Linked DNA regions of Anser cygnoides: region 1 is linked to region 2. Evidence: chromatin contacts called from public Hi-C data. All regions are on one chromosome and are shown on one strand. The core of a region is the stretch at or near the end of the contact, and the rest is flanking DNA. Distances in the headings are between cores, read along the strand shown.

Evidence for each region. A called contact is a pair of places that touch in the nucleus more often than the background predicts.
Region 1: a Hi-C map of liver shows a contact between it and region 2, with 3 times the contacts expected there. The contact joins the promoter of ITPK1 here to the enhancer-like site in region 2. A contact is called at or near these places in 3 of 7 Hi-C or Micro-C datasets (all in liver).

What each region holds. Positions count from the first base shown.
Region 1 is chr5:50,501,089-50,507,072 of Taihu_goose_T2T_genome, forward strand. It overlaps ITPK1 (inositol-tetrakisphosphate 1-kinase), which reads right to left and starts at 4,515. Exons shown (of 11, transcript XM_048070357.2): 1 at 4,380-4,515; 2 at 3,904-4,079. The coding sequence starts at 3,998.
Region 2 is chr5:50,387,437-50,393,268 of Taihu_goose_T2T_genome, forward strand. The region is part of intron 5 of ITPK1 (inositol-tetrakisphosphate 1-kinase); the gene reads right to left. Among named protein-coding and RNA genes, the nearest start is that of CHGA, 41 kb to the left of the region's middle. Within about 2 kb of position 1,330, at least 1 of the 3 cell types and tissues checked has open chromatin away from gene starts, as enhancers often do. A contact at or near this core is called in liver, where this site is marked.

The sequences.
Region 1 (5,984 bases), core at 3,265-5,764, 120 kb after region 2:
TCATATGGCATGAGTCTCTTTACTCACAACATCCACGGAGGCCTGGCAGCACATCTATGCAGAAAAAAAAGCGGTGTACAAGAGCCTTTACCACAAACTGCAGCTCACTCCACAGTCCTGTCACCTCGGTAATGGAGCGGGGCATCTCCATTTCCCTGAGCTTGCCCTAGTGCTCACGCACCTGTACAGAGACCAACATTTCAATGTCAACAAGAGGAGCAGGGAACAGACTGGACTGAAAGTTTTTGCCAACTGCATAACCACTAAAACCAGCTTGAGACAGTGGATAAGGCCAAACAGCTGGAAGAAGGGGGAACTGTTCCTTTCAGCAGCAGCAGGACACATGACAACATCAGAACTACATTTTCACACCACACGCTCCTAACTTCTCACTTAGGAGTCCCTAGAAACCTCGCCTGACTTTTTAGCAGGCCACAGATAACTCCGCATTTTACCACGAGCCAGCTACCTAAAGCTTTGAAACCGTGCCATGCCTTGGTGGAGCTGAACGCCGCGGCTCCAAGGAAAGTAGGCAGGAGACGCAGAGGCCAGGGATCCGCACGCCGCAGCCGGGGGGGCCTGGCCGCGCAGCTGCAGGTGCGGCACATATGGCAGCACGCAGGGGGTACCCAACCCGACACAAAGCACGGCGACCTAGCAGCTTTCAGTCAAAAGCAGAGGCCAACTTGGCAGCAGTAGCTTCTTTAATCGCCTCCTGACTAACAAATTGAGCGAGGCAGCAAGAGGCCTGTTCGGCGCAGAGGAGCTCAGCCCCACGCCACAGCTCGCAGGGGAGCGTCGTGGTACCGGCGAGGCTGACAGAGGGGCGCGCTCCTCCCCACCGACACCGCACGCTGAGGAACGCAGAAGCCTCGCAGTGCGGACAGCTTGGGCAGAAAGCAGTCGCTGGGCGGAACTGAAAACCGGTGGGGGAAGCACAGGCCAGACGCAAGCAGGGTGACTGTCCCGTGGCGTGGTGGCAGGTCCAGGAGGACAGGAGCGAGCCCAGTCCCTGACCCAGGTTCAGCCTCCCTTGGGAGGTAACAGCTGCAGGCTCAAACCCGGCTTCCCCAGGCAAGCGCTCTGTCCTCTGGGTCAGCAACTCTCTGAGCACTTCCCTGTGGAAGCATTAAGGGTTGCGCTGGGACGCAACCCAAATTGGGAACCACTGCCTGGGCTATAAATGTGGAGGCAGATACCACCACAGCCACTGCTTTCATCTCCTCAGGCTATGTCTGGGAGGCACAGACAAGGCTGTTACGCTCCGTGAAGAATAAAGCCCTGGCAGGACGCCGCTAGTGTGCCACAGTGAGGACCACAAGCACAGGTGAGCTCAAAGGCCCTCAATACAAGGCCTGTTACCTTGTGAATACAAAGCTCAGGCAAACATCCCAGACACTGCGTTCAGGCAGGACAGGCTGTTCCAGACCTACGCACCTGAGATTTGTATCACGAAGCAAAAATTAAAAACAAACAAAAAAACAGAAAGCAGGCACCTACAATTTTTCCAATTTTTTTTTCACGAAACTGCTTGGAAGGATTCAGATGCCAAAATTTAACAGGGAAACCTACCAAACCCTAGCCTAGGTTGCACATCAAAGCTGGATACAAACACCAGGACAGCATTAAGGGACCTGCCCAGTCTCTGCGGAGCACAGACCTGAAGACAGGGCTGCCTGTGCCCCCAGAGCAGCACCTTCATTGCTGGTGCACTCACGCTCACTCACATCTTGTTTCAGCTAGCGTCTTTCATAGTGTTTCAGTTCTGGAGTGCTGCTGGAGACAAAACCTGAAACCACTCCTATGAAAGCGGTTCAGCACTTAGACCGTCTCCCAGAGGATGGCTCAAGCTGGTTTTGAAATGTCTGTCCCTAATCCCTCTATGGCACCGGTGCCTCACGCTAGAACTGGCTGCGCTGGCAGACTGCAAAAAATTGAAGACTTTTCTTATCCCAACAATACTCTGGGTCTAAAAACAGCACACTTGAGGAGTTCATTAGGCGTCTTCTGTTACTTTCCTGGGTTATATAACTGCTTCACTGCAAACTCGTACAAACAAAACTGAACTTTGTAGTCATCCAGAAAGTATATCCCTAGGCAACAGGCAAATAAAATCCCAGTAACAGTCACCATAAAATACATAGAGTAGACAGACAGACACATAGTCCACTCTAACGCATGAATCACTGTACAGGAATGAGTACACTTGCCTTATTTCCTACTATGCACAATATTTCTGGTAAGATGTATGTTGAGCTTGGCACTACTTTTTCTGCCGCAATAAAATCATATAAATACACAAGTAATCAAGTAGATATTATTCATAAAATACACAAAATCTTTGCCTAAATGAACATGGCCTCCCGCTGGTATCAATGGAAGTTACCAGGATGGACGACCAAGCAACTTACTCCAGCAACTGCATTGATCTTTAAACCCAGCACTTAACTCCGCTTCTAAAAACAGACTAATACTAAATGCCTTTTAAAATAAAATAATTGAAGCATGATCAAATGGACATAATCTATCCAACATCTGCAAATGGTATTTAAAGCAAGCTTAGCTTGTACAGAGTACGGTAGCCTAATTTGCATCACAAAATTGGGAAAGCGTAGCAAGAGAGACACTTTGGGGTCAATTTTCATAGCACTGCCAGGACTTAAAACTATTAATAAATTTGTACAATACACAAAGAAATTGTGTATCTATGTTATGAAACATAAGCATAAAGAATTTCTGAAGTAGAGAAAGTAAAGCAAGGCATACAGTCAAAAAGAGAAACAAGAACAGCGGAGGACAGAAAGTCATCTTTGGAGATTCCTAAACATAAAGTACCGCATATGATGCCAGGAATGAAAAGCAAATAACTATGAGAAACCAGCTATGTACTTTCTAAGATTCCTCTTAGTTTCTGCTTATGAAATCCAACCTATACCCAACATCAAGGCCCTAACAACAACATTTCTCTAACACTTATTAGAGGTTAAAGCGTATTTTCGAGCATCACAAAAAAAATCTCTTAGGCAGGCCCAGAACTTGGCATCGCTCTTTCGGAAGTATTTTGTTTGGAGAACCACATGAAATTTAAAAAGACATTAAACCAGAGCTTGCGGTCCTTTCTATATTTTAAGAAAATCTGGTAAGTTTTGCTGAGGTTTGACTGAGCAGATACAGAACGCCAAGAACACAGGCTGATGCAAAAGCTTCTGCTACTTTCTCAAAATAGTTTCCTGCTTCTTGTGCCTCCTTCGTCTTTGCAGAGAAGAGCCAGTGCTGCCAGCAGGAATTCAGAATGCGGGCACTGCTGTTTTTAGCACGACGTGCCTTAATAAAGCGTACCTGAAGTCTTATAAAATGTATTCTGCAAACTCTGAGCAGACTTTGCAGAAATTATAAAGATGGTGACTTAGGACATTTTCAATTATCGAAGTTTATTTTGTATCCTTGATATAAATGTAGTAATGGAATGAAATAAGACAAAACTGTTCTTCAGAGGCTATAACGCATGTGTCACGAGACCTTGGACCCACATGAAGTTCACGCTTACACTTCGATAATAAAACTGGTTGTGCAACGCACCGTGTGTGAGATCCTCTCAGCTCCCCCGATGAAGCCCAATTACAGCTTCCCAAAGCGCCGCGCACCTCGGGGAGCACGCCAGCCACAGCTACCCCGCTCCAGCCGCCCCCTCCACGTCCCAGCTCAACCCGGGCTCCCGAGGGGCCGGGACACGCAGGGCGGGAAGTTACCCCCGCTCCTCGGGCTCGCCCCGGGGCCGGCCGGGCTGCGGGAGCCGCCGAGCCCCGACCGAGGGCCGGGCAGGGCTCTGGGGCGGCCCCAACGCGCCCCGCAGCCGCCCGGGAGGGCGCAGGCCCCGGCCCCGGCGCCGTGCCGCCCGCTTACCGGCAGAGCTCGGCGAAGGCCTGGAAATTGAGCTTCCTGATCTTCTTCTCGCTCAGCCAGTAGCCCACCCGCTTCCCCTTGAGGAAGGTCTGCATGGTGCCGGGCGCGCTGCTCCCGGGCGCCCCGGCGGCTGCTGCTGCTGCTGCTGCTCGCACTCGGCGTCTGCGGAGCGACGGCTTTAAATTTAAAATAAAAAATAAAAGAGAGAGAGAAAGGGAGAGCAATCAGACGGCTCTGCCGAGGGAGGACCCGGCACCGCGCCGCCGCAGCGAGCCGGCCGCGGCAGGCCCTGCCCCGCACGGCGGGCAGCGAGCCCGGCCGGGCCACGGCGTGCCCCTGCCGCCAGCCGGAGCCCAGCCCAGCCCAGCGCTGCCGAGTCGAGCCAAGCGGAGCCCAGCCGGCACGAAACCGCTGCCCCCGAGCCGAACCGTGCCGAGCCCGGGCCGCCCCCCTGCACGGACCCCGCCTGCACGGACCCCGCTGCCGGCTCGGCTCCGCCGCCGCTGCTGCTGCTGCTGGTACTGCTGCTGCTGCTGCGCGGTGCTGCTGCAGCCGCTCAGCTCCCCATTTGCCCGCTATTCGCAACCGCCTCCACTTCCTCCTCCTCCTCCTCCTCGTCCCTCCCTCCGCCCCGGCCCCGGCCCCGGCCCCGCCCCGGGCGGCCCGGCCGGGCCCGCCCCGCAGCCCCCGGTGCGGGTGCCGGGGCCGAGGTGCCCGCAGCTGCCGGGGGCGTTGTGGCGGCGGAGCCGCGTCCTTCTCGGGAAAAATAACTAAAATAAGTAAAGGCGTGAGTTCTCGCCGCACAGCCGAGGGCCTGCCTTCTGCCAGCACTTGGCAAGCGTCTGGAAGGGTTTACGCAGAACTTTCAGTAACAACAATTTCTTCTTTAACTTCTTTTTTTTCATGCTGGTTGAGCACCAGCACGAGCTGGCATTCCTCCCCCCCCCCCCCCCTTTTATTTTGAGGGGCGCGTTCCTAAATGCCTTGGCAGCTGCTCTGCCTTTGATTCCAGCTGAAGAACCTCTCCGTCTGAGTTACTGCGGCACCTCACGGCCCGAGCATTATTTTCCATCCCTTCTTTCTCCCCTCCGTCTGAAACGAATATCACCCAGCCCGAACGCTCGCGGGGTGACTTGCGTTTCGGTTTAGGTTTTCTCTCTTCGGGGGCGGAGGAGTACTCCCTTCGCGGGGGCTTGGCAGCACCTGGGGCGGGGGTGATGCCCTCGGGCCGTGCCGCAGGAGCCCCGCGCGGCCCTGGCTGCTGACTCACGGGGCCGCGGCGAGCGCGGCCTCGCGGCTTCGTCAGAAACCTCCGCTCGAGGGAAGGAAGGGGTAAAGCCAGGGAAGCCTTAAGAAACATGAAGGGGGTCATTGACCCGGGGAGTAGGTAGAGACCGTTCTACATTCCTTTCGTTATTTACATTAACAGTGAAGTCATCCTAAGCCAAGGGTATATGTGAAAGTGTGCGGGGAGTGGAGTCGCCTACAAGCAGCTCACACTGAAGTTGTTGGAAAACCTATAAAGTAGTACTCCTTGTCCATTTGCAGGGGCTTTGAATGATAAATGTTTATTTTTCTACTTCAGCTAATCAAATTATTTGCCGCTAATGCGGCATAACCTTCATTTTTTTGGAGCACACGATCTGAGTCATATTCACGTATTTTTGCACAGTTCATAAATATAATTGGAACCAGTAGATGGATGTTGGTAGCACGGTTTCTGCTGCAAAATGTTTCACTGACGTTTATACACTTCAAGAAAGCATGGTAACTTCAGGAAAATGTGTAACTCAATACAAGGCTTAATCAGACATTGTCAAAATAAAGTAAGAATCCTGAAACAGTTTGTTTTCGCTTTTCAAATCAATGCTTTATTTCAGCTATCGCTTCACTGGCTTTATTTTTAGACTTTATTATGATTTGTGTTAGCATATTAAGCTCAAGATTCATATTTATATCATAATGGAATATGGATGCATTGAAACATGATATAATTGAAGCCATCTTCCTAAATGATTTCTTTCTGATTTTTTTTTTTCTTTAAGAAATGTCAGTTTCAGACCAATTTAAATCACAGTCTG
Region 2 (5,832 bases), core at 80-2,579:
ACCCATATGCTTAGGGCTCACAAATAACTTTGCCTTCAGAGTGCAAATGCAGAGGGATGTACGGTTCCACCTCACTTCCCAAGCAAACAGCAGTCGGAGACAGGGAGGTTTCGGTGTTCCTGCCAATTACAGGACACTTGCATGGGGAGATGAAGGAAGGAGCAAACAGTAATCTCTTTGACTTTGTACTTAGAAAAGACCACCTGGATCAACAAAAGCAAGCAGAGAAGACTCTTAGCATCTCAAAGTGCTCCTGTTGACTTTGCACAGCAATGGCATTTTCTCCACCAAGAAGGCAATTCTAGCCCACTAAAGCCTCTAAACCAGACTCTTAATTCACGGCCAGACCCGAGGACAAACAAACCCTCACTCAATCCAAGGTTTCAGTACAGCCTACAGCTAGGAAGTGCTGCTCTGAGTTTAATTGCACACACTGCAATTCTGAAGGTAGCTGTCAGTTTAAAAAAAGCCCTCCAGCTGTCAGTAGTGATCCCTTCTTCCTTCTCCAGGTGGCAAACACACTCTGAAGCTCTCTCATCACCAGGCTCCCGCTAGCAGAGTGACTGCAGTCTCAGCACACCTTCTCTGCCCTGAGGTCCAGGACAGACCTAATTCCATGGCTGAGGCTCAATCTCTGTAGTGGTTCACCAGCATGAAATCAGCCCGTACAATCCACCAAGTGCAAACAGGCACCTTTAACCTTCCCTTCGCCTCCCCCCGGCGTCAGCAGCTACAGCAGGATCCTACCGAGTGCCAGTTGGGTGCCGGACACTTGGCTGCTGTCACTGCCCCTTCACAAACCTGTAGTGACCGGTCACCACGGGGAACCAGTACCAAAAGGACAACACTAAATATACAAACAAATGACCATAACAGTCCAGAGGTGAGAACAAGAGCCTGGCCCCACCACTGACTCTTCGTGTTGACACTAACCCTCCAGCCTGAAGACAAGCACTACTCCTATTTGCATGACAGAGACCTAGTGAGGACTTAACCCTTCTCTAAAAGCCCTCTGAGAACTATTGCGTGCCACTAGACGTGGCACCCTTCCACACAGCTGCCTTACACTCACAGAAGGGCCCGTTTCGGTGGGTCAGGCCACCGAGCTGACCCAGCCCAGAGCCTCCACCACCACGACTCCCTCAGCTCGCAGCTGCGCTTTGGGATGTGCCTGACTAGAAGAGACACGTAAAACAGCACGCTTGGAAAAGACTAGCTCGCCTTCTGTCTGTGGAGATGTACAAGTGCCCTTAGTTCTCGAGAGATTATTACAAATGCAATTTCTATGCTCTCCAGTTTGGATCTGACAGTAAAACTCAGGCCCTTCCTCCCTCACAGCGGGCGCGCACACTGAGGCGCGCGATTAGCAGACAACCGTCGTTACTGGCCCCATCTTCATGCAGTCTTTGGAACTGAAGACATCAGGAAGAAAAATCTCTTCGTATGTCAGAGGAACGCTGTGATAAAAGAGGCTATATATTTTTATAGGGCACATTTACAGAGTGGTATTTCTTTATTTTTCCAACTGCCTGGTAGTCTGTCAGAGGCCTGCCCTTGGAAACTGCGACAGAACTGCAGGTGGGCCACGTCAAATCCAGAGCTGGCAATGAGGAAAGGCTACTCAGACAGGGAGAGGGTTCGGCTCCCACTTCAGACAACTACCAAACGTATCTGTAGCATTCTTGTTGTTAGAAACAACACATCATCATTAAATGCAAGGTCAAAATGTTGTCACTGTGTCCCCACCGCCATCTTTGTCCTTATCTTTATTGTATGTCTTGGCACATACTTTGCAGTGTCTGCTTTCTGTATTTTCTTTAATTTCTTCTCCCTTTTCTTCAAGAGTATCTGATCTCACAGGGTGCTCCCTCTCTCCTTGATATTTTACTTTCTGCATTTCCTCTCATCCCCATCCCCATTTCTTCTCTATGCTGATCTTTTTTAACCATCGTTTCTGTTCTTCTGTTCTTCCCAGCCGGGCCTACTCTGGCCTGAGCTTTGTCAGAGCAGTGCTCCACTCCAACGGGGCAACTTGAGGATGAAGGAGGAACACCCGACTGATGAAGGCTAGTGTATGGCACGATTAGCACTGCTAAACAACAGGAGAGAGGTGAAAGAGTATTCATAGCTAGGTGTTGGTGCCATGGAGGGGATTATTATAGATGAGGTTTAACGATAGTGACAGGGGCAATGGGATGCGAAGATGTGGAAGATGCAGACTGAGAACTGGTTGGGGAAAAAGTAAGTTTTCTGGCAGTGAGAATTGGCTGACATTGCCTGAGACTTGCCCAAACAAGAGATGTTGAGCAGTGGTCCCCTACCCAGGCCCTGTGCATCGTTGGTGGCCTGCAGACAGACTGCAAAACGATTACAAAATACCCAAACCCTCAAAGGAAGAAGGCGCAAGAAACCCAGCACTGAACACACACTCCCATGCAGCAGGTAGGCAAAACAGATAAAGGAAAACTAACAGTAATACATGTCTGTTCCTAGTTTAAGCAAATCTTAAGTGATAATAAACAGAAACCACTGTGACAGCGCTGTACAAGTCTCTGGATGGTTTTCAATAAGGGTAGGTAGTCCTTGCACTATAAAAAGTTGGGAAGTGCAGAGGACAGCTGTGGATCGCTGTGGAAAAAAATAAACCCTAAGAACAAATGAACAGAAACATATTTTCCTATTCAGATTTCTGTGGTCTTTACAACTTTGGAGAGATAAAACAGCAAATAACAAATTGCAGCTCCAATGCTCTGCATTCATAAATCAAAAAACTGCACTTCTTCAGAAAAGGATTTAAAAAAAACACAGTTCATGGTCACAGATTTTCTGTGAGGAAAGCACAAAACCTGTGGCTAGGAACAAAACCACGAGGATGCCATTGCCTATTAAACTTCAGATTTATAGTCTCAACATGTGTCCCTACATAGTAATTCACCATCCTTCACTGTCTCTAACCTAGGGATTAGGAAGCAGAGCAGACACACTGAGGAACAGGTATTTATTCTCAGCCCCTTGCCATCAGCCCTTTGCCATGAGACCCTGACCACCACGCATGTCCTATCTCAGAGTTTCCATTTGCAAAGTGGGGAGAAGGCTTCACCTATCCTTGGTGAGGGGGTGCTCTACAAAGCTAGATTAAGGAGAGTTTCAGGGAAAAGACTTTTTGACGCTACTGAGGTCATTACACCACCTAAACAAACTACCTGTTTGAAGCTTTGGTCTGAACATCAGCAACCAAAATCCTGAGAAAGTTACTGGAAAAACAAAAGGCGTTTACTCAGGATTATTTTATCTCCTGGACAGGCTCCGTACTGCCTCTTTAGCAGCAGCATCTTTGTTTAGCCCCAGAAGACACGAGGAGCACCAAAGGAGGGGTACATCAATGAGGAAAAGAGAAGGGTAAAAGGAGTTCCTGCAGTGAATTTCTGTAACAGGAGGGAGGAAACAGTTTGTTAAAAGAGCACAAGAGGAGGCCTGGAATCCCCTGGCAATGCGACAGACTTGGCCCAAAGCACCTGGCGGTGTGATCCCCTAATTCTGTGGAAGCACAATAGAGCACAGCTCTGCCTGAGTTGCTCTCTGTGGCTGGAAAGGCTACCAGGATTATTTCCGAAGAAACAGGATGCACGGGCTCTTCACACAATGCTCTACGCGGAGAAGTGACAAAGCTCCTCCTGAATAGCGCTGGTCTCTGCTGTAAACACCCATTAAGATAAGTAGAAAACCAACCTGTCAAAATCAGGACTGGCTCAGGTCAGTCACTATCAAACACTCACAGAGCAAATGTTAAGCCTTAAGCTAACTGAAAGATTTATAGCAGACCTTATCAAACTCTAAACTTCCTACTTTAGTGGGAAAAGCCACTCTTTAATAGAATAGTTGGTTCGGTGATTTGAAGACGCTTAAGCCTCTTTAAAAATAAATGGAGATTTTCAGTAAACTGTGCTTCACTGTAGCTGCCACCAGTTTGCACTAGTGCACTCTGCTCCTATGGGGATAGAGAGGATGCATGGCCGGTACAACATCTTTTTCTCCTAATACAATAAGGGGAGGAAATCTGAACTTCCAGCTCACCCCTGCCTCCTAAATTCATTTTCAACAACAACAACAAAAAACATCAACCAAACACCCAGACAAGCTGGCAGGTTCTTTTTTTAGCATGCAGCTGAACTTTATTTTGGAGGTATCTTAATTTAAATCACTACATGATATTCTTTTTGCCCTTCAGAATCACTTTAATCTCTGTAAACTTTTCATAGCTTTGGACTTGTTACTTCTGCTATGGTCATGACAGTATGTCAAGGAGTTAGCCAAGCTAAGCCAACCCATGACTTGGAGAGACAGCAGCCTAGTCTTTATCATTTGCAAGAATCCTTTCCCTGCCGCTTTCTCTGGTATTTCATTTTTCAATCAAAGCTTCACTAAAACCGCAGCTTTATAATGTTCTATTAAGCTTATTCTTGTATTTCTGAGCTGTATTAAAATACTCTCAAGTTGTTTTTACTTCAGAAATTTCGGTGTCTGTAGAATACTGGCAGAACAGATCTAGCTCAAACATATGTTGACTCTTACATATCACTGGAGGATCAAACCAGATCTGAATATCCACGGGTTTGCATCTTATTTTTAAGTCTGTAGGGGGAAAATTCCAATTCTTATGACAAAGCAGCTGTATTTGGGGTGCATTTAGAAGCATATTACAAAGACACAAGAGGGCAGAGCAGACTTAGCTTTGTGGGCATGATGCTAATCTTGCCATACCTTTAAATACAAGGAATTTTGTACTGCATATCTATGCTAAACGATCATCTGCAGAAGCAACAGTCTTGATGTCTAATAAACTGGTGATTTTGGAGCATCTGGCCAGTGAGTCAGGAAATCTCATAACTGAGTATAAATAGGAAACTATTCAAAAAAATCCCAGGAACCTGCCATTTACATGCAGTTTAGGAGTGCTAATGATGGCGTTTGAACACAATAAATTCAGCTTATGTTGGGAAGCAATGATAGAAGTTGAAGAAGAAGTAAAGAAAGCCAAAGTAAAGCCAGACTAATGGAGGTTTTTGCCCCCAGCTTCCCTTACTGAACTCTTCTTCAGCAATAACCATTTCACAAAGCTATGGTCTGCCCAGTGTCCTCCCCTACCTTCTAGGTCCAGATTTTCATCTTATGCCCACTTTCCTCAGAAACAGGGTGCTCCTGTCTGATTCCCAAGAAAGGAATTCACCTTTCTTGGGCAGTTAGGTGGAAAGCAGCAGGCTTTGCAAACAAGCGTGCAGCTTACTCACTGTGTTTGAGCCTCACGGGTATCTGGAAGCAGACCAGTGCAACTACAGACATGCCTTAAGTTAAAACAGGCCTCTGGTGAAACACGCTCATTGACACGGCTGATAACATGAGCTCACGGAAATGCAACAAGTTAAGAGGTGAAAGATTATCTCATTCAGGAGACAGATCAGAAGAGAGACTGGGAGATGTGTGTTGATCATCAAATTGCCTAATTTTTCAGTGAGTAAGAGCGGTTGCCACCACCTTGCAAACACAAGGAACAGGAAGCTTTGCAGTTTAGTTTAAACAGACAAGAACAACCCTTCCACCCTTCCCTGCCCTCTCCCCGTATTTTTAAAGTACTTGACTTCAGGTGCTTGAGAATGCATCATTTTGGCTATGCTTATACTTACTGTGCCCCCAGCTTAAAGCCTGTTCTGTTTCCTGCAGTGTAAGAGGATCACCTGAGAGCGGACTATCCACAGACCTCATCCCCCTCCGCTGTTTTTCAGGTTTCATAGTAGCACCACAAGCAGAGGCTCTTAGGGAGGCACTCTGACATAC